2 separate regions of the Mus musculus genome follow, and region 1 is linked to region 2. Evidence: chromatin contacts called from public Hi-C data. All regions are on one chromosome and are shown on one strand. Each heading gives the region's core, a stretch centred on a gene start, on an enhancer-like site or on the middle of the called end of the contact. The rest is flanking DNA. Distances are from core to core; before and after follow the strand shown.

The links. A called contact is a pair of places that touch in the nucleus more often than the background predicts.
Region 1: a Hi-C map of the N1E-115 cell line shows a contact between it and region 2, with 2.1 times the contacts expected there. The contact joins two enhancer-like sites. A contact is called at or near these places in 4 of 484 Hi-C or Micro-C datasets (the N1E-115 cell line, bone marrow-derived macrophages, cerebral cortex and 1 more) and 1 of 115 datasets of contacts at active chromatin or transcription factors (neural progenitor cells).

What each region holds. Positions count from the first base shown.
Region 1 is chr13:97,643,694-97,647,898 of GRCm38.p6, reverse strand. No RefSeq gene overlaps it. Among named protein-coding and RNA genes, the nearest start is that of Gm34087, 23 kb to the right of the region's middle. Within about 2 kb of position 2,583, at least 51 of the 459 cell types and tissues checked have an H3K27ac peak or open chromatin away from gene starts, as enhancers often do. A contact at or near this core is called in the N1E-115 cell line, where this site is marked.
Region 2 is chr13:97,407,290-97,411,715 of GRCm38.p6, reverse strand. No RefSeq gene overlaps it. Among named protein-coding and RNA genes, the nearest start is that of Lncenc1, 25 kb to the left of the region's middle. Within about 2 kb of position 1,370, at least 18 of the 459 cell types and tissues checked have an H3K27ac peak or open chromatin away from gene starts, as enhancers often do. A contact at or near this core is called in the N1E-115 cell line, where this site is marked.

The sequences.
Region 1 (4,205 bases), core at 1,334-3,833, 230 kb before region 2:
AGCTACAGTTTTTGGTGGCCCTATTGGAGCAAAGACCCTTGTTAAAACATGAACTGTTCTACTTCCACCTATGGGCTTGTAAGGAAATCAGTCAAAACCCAGAGGTGAGGGCATGGAGCGAGAGTATGCATGGGAGTTAACAATGGGTCATAGAGTCCCTCAGGCTAGAGCAAAGCTCAACTCAGCCAGCTTTGAAGAGCTTAACCGCAATTATCATCCTCACCAGCCAATGCACAAGAGGAAATGGAAACTCGGGAATTTAAAGGCAAGACCTTTTTTTAAGGTGTGGAAGGAATGTGGTTTGGAGCATGAGGCAAGGAACTGCGGCAGAACAGAAGACCTCAGGAGATGGAAGTGGGCTTTACCCTCAGAGATCAGGGAAGCAAACCCTTGTCATGGTCCCTGGGGCTGTGTACTGGTTCTGACCCTGACCAAAACCTCACAGAGTTGGGATCCAGGAACAGGTCAGCTTTAGTACAGGAAGGACCTCTGCCTTCATCCCCCTGAAGAGAATCTTCTAGAAGGAATAGCATCACCAAATGTTTTCTTTCTTTAATGAACTGATCTTCTGTGGGGATGTTTTCCCCATTTCAAGCCCCTCTGCACTGTGTGGTGCCCTTACAGCTGGCGGTCCCTTCAGTGTCCTCTCCTGTACCTACTGCCCAGTCAATGGCAGCCTCCTCCCCACACTTTTGATCTACAGGGAGACCATTGCCCCTGAATATCTATTTCCCCCACAACTCACGTATAGGAAATATCCTTAATGTGCAGCTATCAGAAGAGGTAGGACCGTTGGTAAGCAGTTAAACCATGAGAGGAAACAAGACAAACAACAACAACAGCAACAGAGAGAGAGAGAGAGAGAGAGAGAGAGAGAGAGAGAGAGAGAGAGAGAGAGAGACAGACAGACAGACAGACAGACAGAGACAGACAGAGAGAGAGACACAGAGAGAGACAGAGAGACAGAGAGACTGTGTGGTTGGACACTCAAGCTATCCACTGAAGGGCTATTGTGGCAGGAACCAATCACCTTCCCTGTTTTTGTCTGGATTATCCAATTCCCTGCAATAACTCAGACCAGTCAGTTCAGAGGGAGGAAGGGAAGTTGCCACTCAAACATAACAACCATAGTTCACCAAGTAGATTTGGACACCATCTCTGGATCCCCTCCCAACCCTGGGTGGGGGTCTATCTCATTGAGTACTTTGCTGCCTATGTGTGTGCTCATGTAGTTATGCATGGCATGGTTTACCATCCCACACGTGTGCATGTGGCATATATGTTTATGCTTTCTATAAAACTTGGCTGAGAGCTGAAATTTTGCTCTTCTTACTTTTTTATTCATCACAACAGAATGAATAATATGAAGCCCCACGGGTGGAATCAGGGTCCCATGGATGGGAACAGGGTCCTCATAAGTAGAGGAAGCAAGGAAGCAAGGAAGTGACATATTGTCCCCTCCTCCTCCCTACCACCCTCTTCTCTGTCTTTTCTACATTTGAGCACCAGAATAAGGCAGCTAACTGCCTTCAAGCCAGGAAGGAGTTCTCATCAGAACCCAGCCAGTCCATTTTAGCAACTCAGGCTGCAGAAAACACAGGTCAAAACGGCTTTGCATATGACAGCTTCTGTACTCAGTCTGTGTTTCCAACCCCTTCAGGCTGTCTGTCCTTCAATTCCCCTGAAACGCTGGCCTCTTATCACTCTGTTCCCTGTGCGTGCACAGCCGTGACGCAGAAGACCTGCTTATTATCCGTGTCTGTAGGAGCAAGAGCTAGCTGAGGGTTAAGGTCACTCTGCAGACCGATGACAGTAGTTCTTGGGAGAAGTTTCCCAGTCACATACTCAGAATTGTTGGAGGTGTAAACCATTCACATTCTTGCCCTCCCGTCCCCTCTAAAGGAAGTAGAGGAGAATGAGAGAAACATTGATTCAAATCTGGGGCATTCGTTCCAGAGGGTAGAGTGGACTTGCTTCTCTTTCCAGTTTAGAAATTAGCTAGTTGGCCTCTGACTGCTCCCTACCCACTCAGCTTCTCAAAAGCTTGTTTTCTCCTGAGAGGCGGCATGTTGGCTCAGGGTGGTTCTCCTCACACTACTGCACACACACGCCCCCCCCCCTTCTCTGCTTGCTGCCAAGCCCATGGCATGTTGCCCAGCTGCTGGGCAAGCCAGGTTGCCCAAGAATTCTTCAGATATGTCTTTAAATTCATTATCCGAAGGTGCAGAAATGGTCATTTGAAGTCACTATCCTATTTCTCAGAGAGATTATGTGTGAGAGCAGGGCGGGGTGGGAGGTGGGGGAGAACGTACCCATTTGACAGAGATGGTATTTCAGGGGTGTCCTCTTTCAAAGGGTTCTCTCTTTATCTCCACTATCAAATTATTCACAGATCTCTAAAAGCAGGGCAGCTATTGTGATGAAAACCCACATGCAGAGTGTAAATGTCCGAGACCTGTTTGTTATTTGAAAAAAAAAAAAAAAGCTGTTAGCCGATGAGATCGGGTGAGTCCCTGGCCTTCTTCAGGCGGTGAACTCAAAGGTTGTTCTTGAAGCTTTGCCCCTCCCTCTTCCTTATTCGGGTTACAGAGGCTGCCAAGCAGGAAACACGTGCCTGGGTGAGCTGAACATGGGAACTGAGGCCCTTCCAGCACCAGCTCCAGTGTGACACTTTAGTATCCGACTGGCTGGTGGTATCTTGGGCTAACAGACTTACTCCTTGCCCCCTTCCCAAGCATAAAAATGCATTGCATATTCAGTCTTCCCATCGTATAGTAGGACTTCTACTCCTGTGAACTGCATTTCATAAGACACTTAGATCTACACTGGGGAAGGTGAACATAATGCAAGGTCTTCATGGGCCCACCACCTATCCATCATCAATCAAGAAACCGCACCACAGGCTTGCCTGCAGGCCAGTGCCGTGGGGTCATTTTCCGGATTGAGGTTCCCTCTTGTAAAATGACTCTAGCTTGTGTCAAGTTGACATAGAATTAGCCAATGCAATGAATAATTGTGAATTCTGGTCGTCACACTCCTGTGAGTCATTCTGGAGTGGGGAAGTTTTGGAGTGCCACCATTGACAAGAAAAGATGGTGTCTAGATCAGACAAGGACTCAAAGTTGAGTAGACCAGCAAAAGTGTTGGTGAGTGAAGCACGGGTGTCAGAAACAATTGAGGATATTTAGCCTTAAACACAATCACAGCTTAGAGGAATTTATTCTAATTTATGCACCCTGACTCCAGAATCCACAATTATTCACTGTGCTGGCTAATTCAATGTCAACTTGACACAAGTTAAGAGTCATTTTGCAAGAGGGAACTTCAGTCCAGAAAATGACCCTACCACATTGGCCTGTTAGCAAGCCTGTGGTGCATTTTCTTGATTGATAATTGATATGGGAGGGCCCAGCTCACTGTGAGCAGTGCCATTCCTGGACTGGTGATCCCGGGCACTATAAGAAAGCAGGCTAAGCAAGCCACACAGAGCAAGCAAGTTAGCAGCACTCTTCCAAGCCCCCTGCTTCAGTTCCTGCCTCCGAGTTCCTTCTTCAACTTCCTTAGATGGTAAACTACTAACTGTAAGATTAAATAAACCCTTTCCTTCCCAAGTTGCCTTTGGTCATGGTAGTTGTCATAACAACAGAAACTTAAGGACCATAACCAGATACTCAGTCATATGCACAGAATCAAACCAAATGTTCACAAGACCACCAAGGTCCCTTCCAAAGGTCCCGGGCATGATGAATGACACGAGATTCAGTTTTCATTCTTATAAAATATGTCTGCCTTCCTCTGACCCATATTGCTTCTGTTCTTATAGGATCCACTCTCCTCTGATGGGTCATCTTCTAGTGTGGACTCTCCAAGTCCTGTCGATGAGTCAGGATCCAAGCCTCACAAGAGTAATATCAATCAACAACAGCGGGACTCTGAGTAGATGTGTGTACGAGTAGAACACTATTGAATTGATCCACGAAATGTGAGGATAAGGAGCAGGGAGCCTCCATGTGGCCATGTATATGGGTACATCTAATCTATATCCAAACTACAACCACATCTGGTGTATAATTAAGGCTAGTATTTACCTACAGCTTTATATTTTAAAACTCATTTAGGTGATTCATATGCTTAGGGCTGAAAGGTCCATCTAGAATTGTGGGTAGCAGGGATCATAACACTTCCTCCTGTTCCTGAACCCAGAC
Region 2 (4,426 bases), core at 121-2,620:
TTCCCCAGAACTACAGAAGCCGAGAGCTGCCATCTCAGGAGAAGGAGCACTAAGACTTTGGCCAGGTTACGTTCCATGGCCATTGCTGATAGCACACTATTTCCGAGTGTGATGTGATCCTGTTTCTGGCTGACATTAGCAGTTAAATCTGTACATGGTGGAAAGACAGCTGCTGTCACTAATGTCAAGGAGTGTCATCTAATTTGTGGAGGCAAATTTGCCTCCATTGTGACATCTACCTTCTCTGCCCCCGACACCAGAACTCTTATTTTTAGGTCTTTGGACTTAAACCAGCAGTGGCACCAGCAGCTCCCTGGTCCTCAAGCATTCAGGCTTGTTCTAGACCTACAACAGCCGCTCCAGGCTTGTTCTAGACCTACAACAGCCGCTCCTTCAGCTCTCCAACCTCCAGACAGCAGAGCCTCGAAGCCTCCACCAGCTAATCCCTCATAAGAAATTTATTATTATACCTTTCTGGTCCCTACTCCTTCTGTGTCTCTAAATTAGTCCAACCTAGCCCTCTAATCCAATGACTTATGTGAGTCACGTTCAGGCAGCAATCACCCTGCTAACACCCTTAACAGGCGGATTGTGTGTGGACACATACACATGCTTTTCATTATATCCTCTTTCGTACCCTCATTTCCCTTATAAAAACTCTTGGCCCCCAAGTCACATTGGACAACGTGTGCACATAACAGCTGTCAATCACACACAGAGGGATTAGCTGGTGTGCGCAATATGTTGCAATAGCATGTCATCTGGAAACAAGGTACCACTTAAGAAGTAAAGGACCCTGCTTGGGCAAAGGGAATCTTTTTACCTCTCAGTAGCTTTGTGACCCCGGCTGGAATTCACCACTCCTAGCCTCTGTTTTCTCATCTATAAACAAGCAGATGCAGCACACAAGCTCGGTAAGTTCCCCTGCAGCCTTAACAGTCAAGCTCTATACAAGTACAAATGACTTCATAACCACCACCAACAAAAACTAAGCATGTGTGCCCCAGCCGGAGGGTTAGCAGAATCTGTGGCCGACTGTAGCCAAACTTAGACTTTAATGTGGGGTTCCTTTTACAGTTGGTTTTGGAATATAATCAAAACCCAAAAGGAAGTGAGATTCCAATCCCTAAGTAGGTCCAGCCATCATTTTTTTTTTAAAGTACAAAAGATAAATTTGCAAGCCTCAAGGGTAGAGGGAGATATGATGGCTGTACCAGCAAAAAGGCTACATGGGACTGGTTAAAGAGGCAAAACCCTAATGCCAGGCTCTGAGATGCCAGCCAATTACACAGCCAGACCTCCGGGGGACATCCAGACCAAGCTCCAGCTTCCTCGTGGACACTAGTGGCTGCCATGCTACATAGAGCCATTCAGAGCCAGGGCACACAGGCCCTGGGCTACGCAGCCTCTGCCTTATGCTATAAAAAGCAAGCTGGCCCCAGACCAACCAGAAGCATCAGCATTTATCAGAGCATTGATGGGCTTTCAGACGCAGAAAAGTCTTGTTCTCTGAATGGGGGCCAGGAGGATCAGGTCTTTAAACAATATGGCACAGCTTGAGGACCTGCCTGGGGTGTCTGGGAGTTAAAATAATCAAAACCAATGGTAATAATGCGCCCAGGAAGCAGCTCTACAATGCAGATCCCCCACTCAGTAGTTAGCCCACTAATGACATTAGCTGGTATGAAATACAAATAGGAGAAAAACAATCTAAGCCAATTATACTGATTATGCCGCTGACATCAAAAGGTACAGCAGATGAAGCTGAATTTCCATATATTAATATTTAAGCCAGTATCCACTGCAAAGTAACACACATAATGAAGGCCCACTAGATTTCAGTACACACTGCTAAAAATCTCTAATCAAGCAAAAAAAAACAATTTTCTAAATGATAATTAGCAGTAATCATGTTCTTTAAGTGCAGAGTATTATAAAGTACAAACTGATTTTTTTTTTTAATGTGAATAGCAAAATTCCTTGTACTGGCAGTAGCATGACAGATGTAAGGGCAGAGGCTCCCAGCTCTGATTTAAGTGCCTCTCCAGTCACGAGAACAGTTGCATCTGTGATTGGGATGATCAAAAAGTGCATTGCCGATTATCAAAGACAGTCTTGACTAGGTGGAGTGCTCTACTTGAGGCAGAGGAGGGAGGAGTCAAGAGAAGGAGGAGGCAATAGAAGTAGAAGGAGGGCTTAACCCCTTACTTCCTAAGGTATTTTGCTGAAACAAAGTACAGGTCTAGCCAAGCCTTGAGCTGGCGTTGTTTTTTATCGCTCGGTGGGTATAGCAGCTGTGCAAATGCCGTCCACATGGGGCAAGACGAAATTCCTGCCAAGTGAGCGAGGAGAAATGTGAGCTCCATTTGCTTTACTGCCCATGCTCCTGTGAGGAGTTGCATAAAGGGAGAAAGTAGCTAATTAAAGCAACAATATAGACCCCACTCCGGGCGAGTATGCACCCATTCACATGATGTTTGAGACTCCTGGTACTGAGATACTGGGTAAGAACAAAGCCAGGCGTGTACACGCCACGAAATCACGGACGCCACTGTAATTGTCTTGTGCTGTCCACAGATGTGCTCATCAGCTGTTCCCCCATCGTGACCAACGCCTTGGTGATCAGCTTCCGAAGAGAAGAGGCCTCTTTTGGCTCTCAGTTTCTGAGGTTTCAGCCCGAGAGCCACTTGGAGATATGGCTTTTAAGCCTTGGTAATGAGGCAGCATGTGGGAGAGTGGAACAAAAGAGCTTCAACGTCCAGAAGGAGAGAGGACGAGGCAGGAGCTCTACCAAGGCCTCTGAGGACCAATGACCTGAAGCGCTCCTGCTAGGCTCCGCCTCCTAAGGTTCTATCACCTCCCAGTAGTCCCATGCTGCCCTCAGACAAAGCATGGACCTTTGAGGACATTTCAGACCTAAATGCTGTCAGCACAGAGCTCATTATGTCTTTTAATTCTTTGAAATGTGAAGAAAAAAATGCTTCTACTGTCTGGGAGGAAGGATGGTACAGAATAAGTGAGTGACGTTCTTAGAATCCTGTGGCCAACCCCAAAGTGGATATACAAGAGCAAAGTGATTCCTGTCGCAGTGATGGTGTGACATTTCAGATAAGCTAGAAGTGGCACGCAGCCAAGGCTTGAGCGCCCTGGCAGAGAAGCAGTTCCTGTGTAATTCTCAGTGTTTCGATCTGAATTATCATCACACCAGCAAAGTGCCCTTAATAACCTGTGAGAATACAGCTGTGTCTCATGGTTGGTTGCACCATCACCACCAACGTCCTTTTAAAAACTCGAAATTCAATTAATCTAAAAGCTTTAGATACGATAAGGTTTGGATTCATTCATACAATACCAAGCATCGAATCGACTCTTTGTCCTTCAGCAGTCCTGGGAATCTGGCAGAAATCTTAAGAAAAACCCTAGTGCCTAAAACCTGCAAGACTAGAAACTCACCATCACTAAATCTAAAGTACGTAGCTACAAATGGGTCAAATGTATGTTCTATGTATTTTATCACAATAAAACATGGAGACATAATTTGCAAAAAGTTATACTTCAGGCTGAAAATGTTAATGATAGTAATAACAGTAGTTAAAAGAAGTAACTACAACATAGAATGTAGAAAGTGTTTCAGAGTTTTATCAATTTTTTTAATATTGTTTACTTTGGGGGGGGGCACACAAGTGCCATGGTGCAGACGTGGAGGTCAGAGGACAACTTGCAATAATCCATTCTCTACTTCCACCATAAGGGACAAAAATCGAACTCTGGTTGCTAGGTTTGGCAGCAAACACAGCCAGCATCTTTACCCTCACTGGCCCACAATGCACCTTTACCCTGATTGGCCCACAAAAGGGAATTTCAAATAGCATTTTGCTCTTGGATTTTCTTTCCCTTTATTTTCTTTTCTAAATGAGCCAATAAAGCCAGTTGTTGATGGCACAGTTAAAACTCCCTTTCACACAGCTACTATGTTGCTAGCAGCTCCTTCTAACCTGTGGGACGCTGAGTCTTTTAGCATTGCAAATTGCTTTGCTTGCTACCTAGTTTTCACCAGTCCTTAGCTGATGTCCTGCTGTCTGCCTCTAGCAGACACTGAGAAAGAGCAAGAAGCAGGAGCAACAAATGACTTTATAGAGTTCAGGGAGAAGCAGCTGCTTTAGATGAGAGGAATCTTCCCGACATTGGGATTGGGAGGTAAAATTGCAAGGGAACTGTGGGCTAAAACGAGAATTCAAAACGAGGTACTAATAACAACCTGTCTAGTCTATGGAAATCTGGTATTCTATACAGATTTACTCTCAATCTGAATATTTTTTAAGCATTAGCTTAAAAATGAAAATGGACCAAAGGTCTTCAAAAGCCTTATTTTGCACAAAATTGCTCAGAATAACAATTCGCAAAAGAAAAGGCCATTTACAATCCC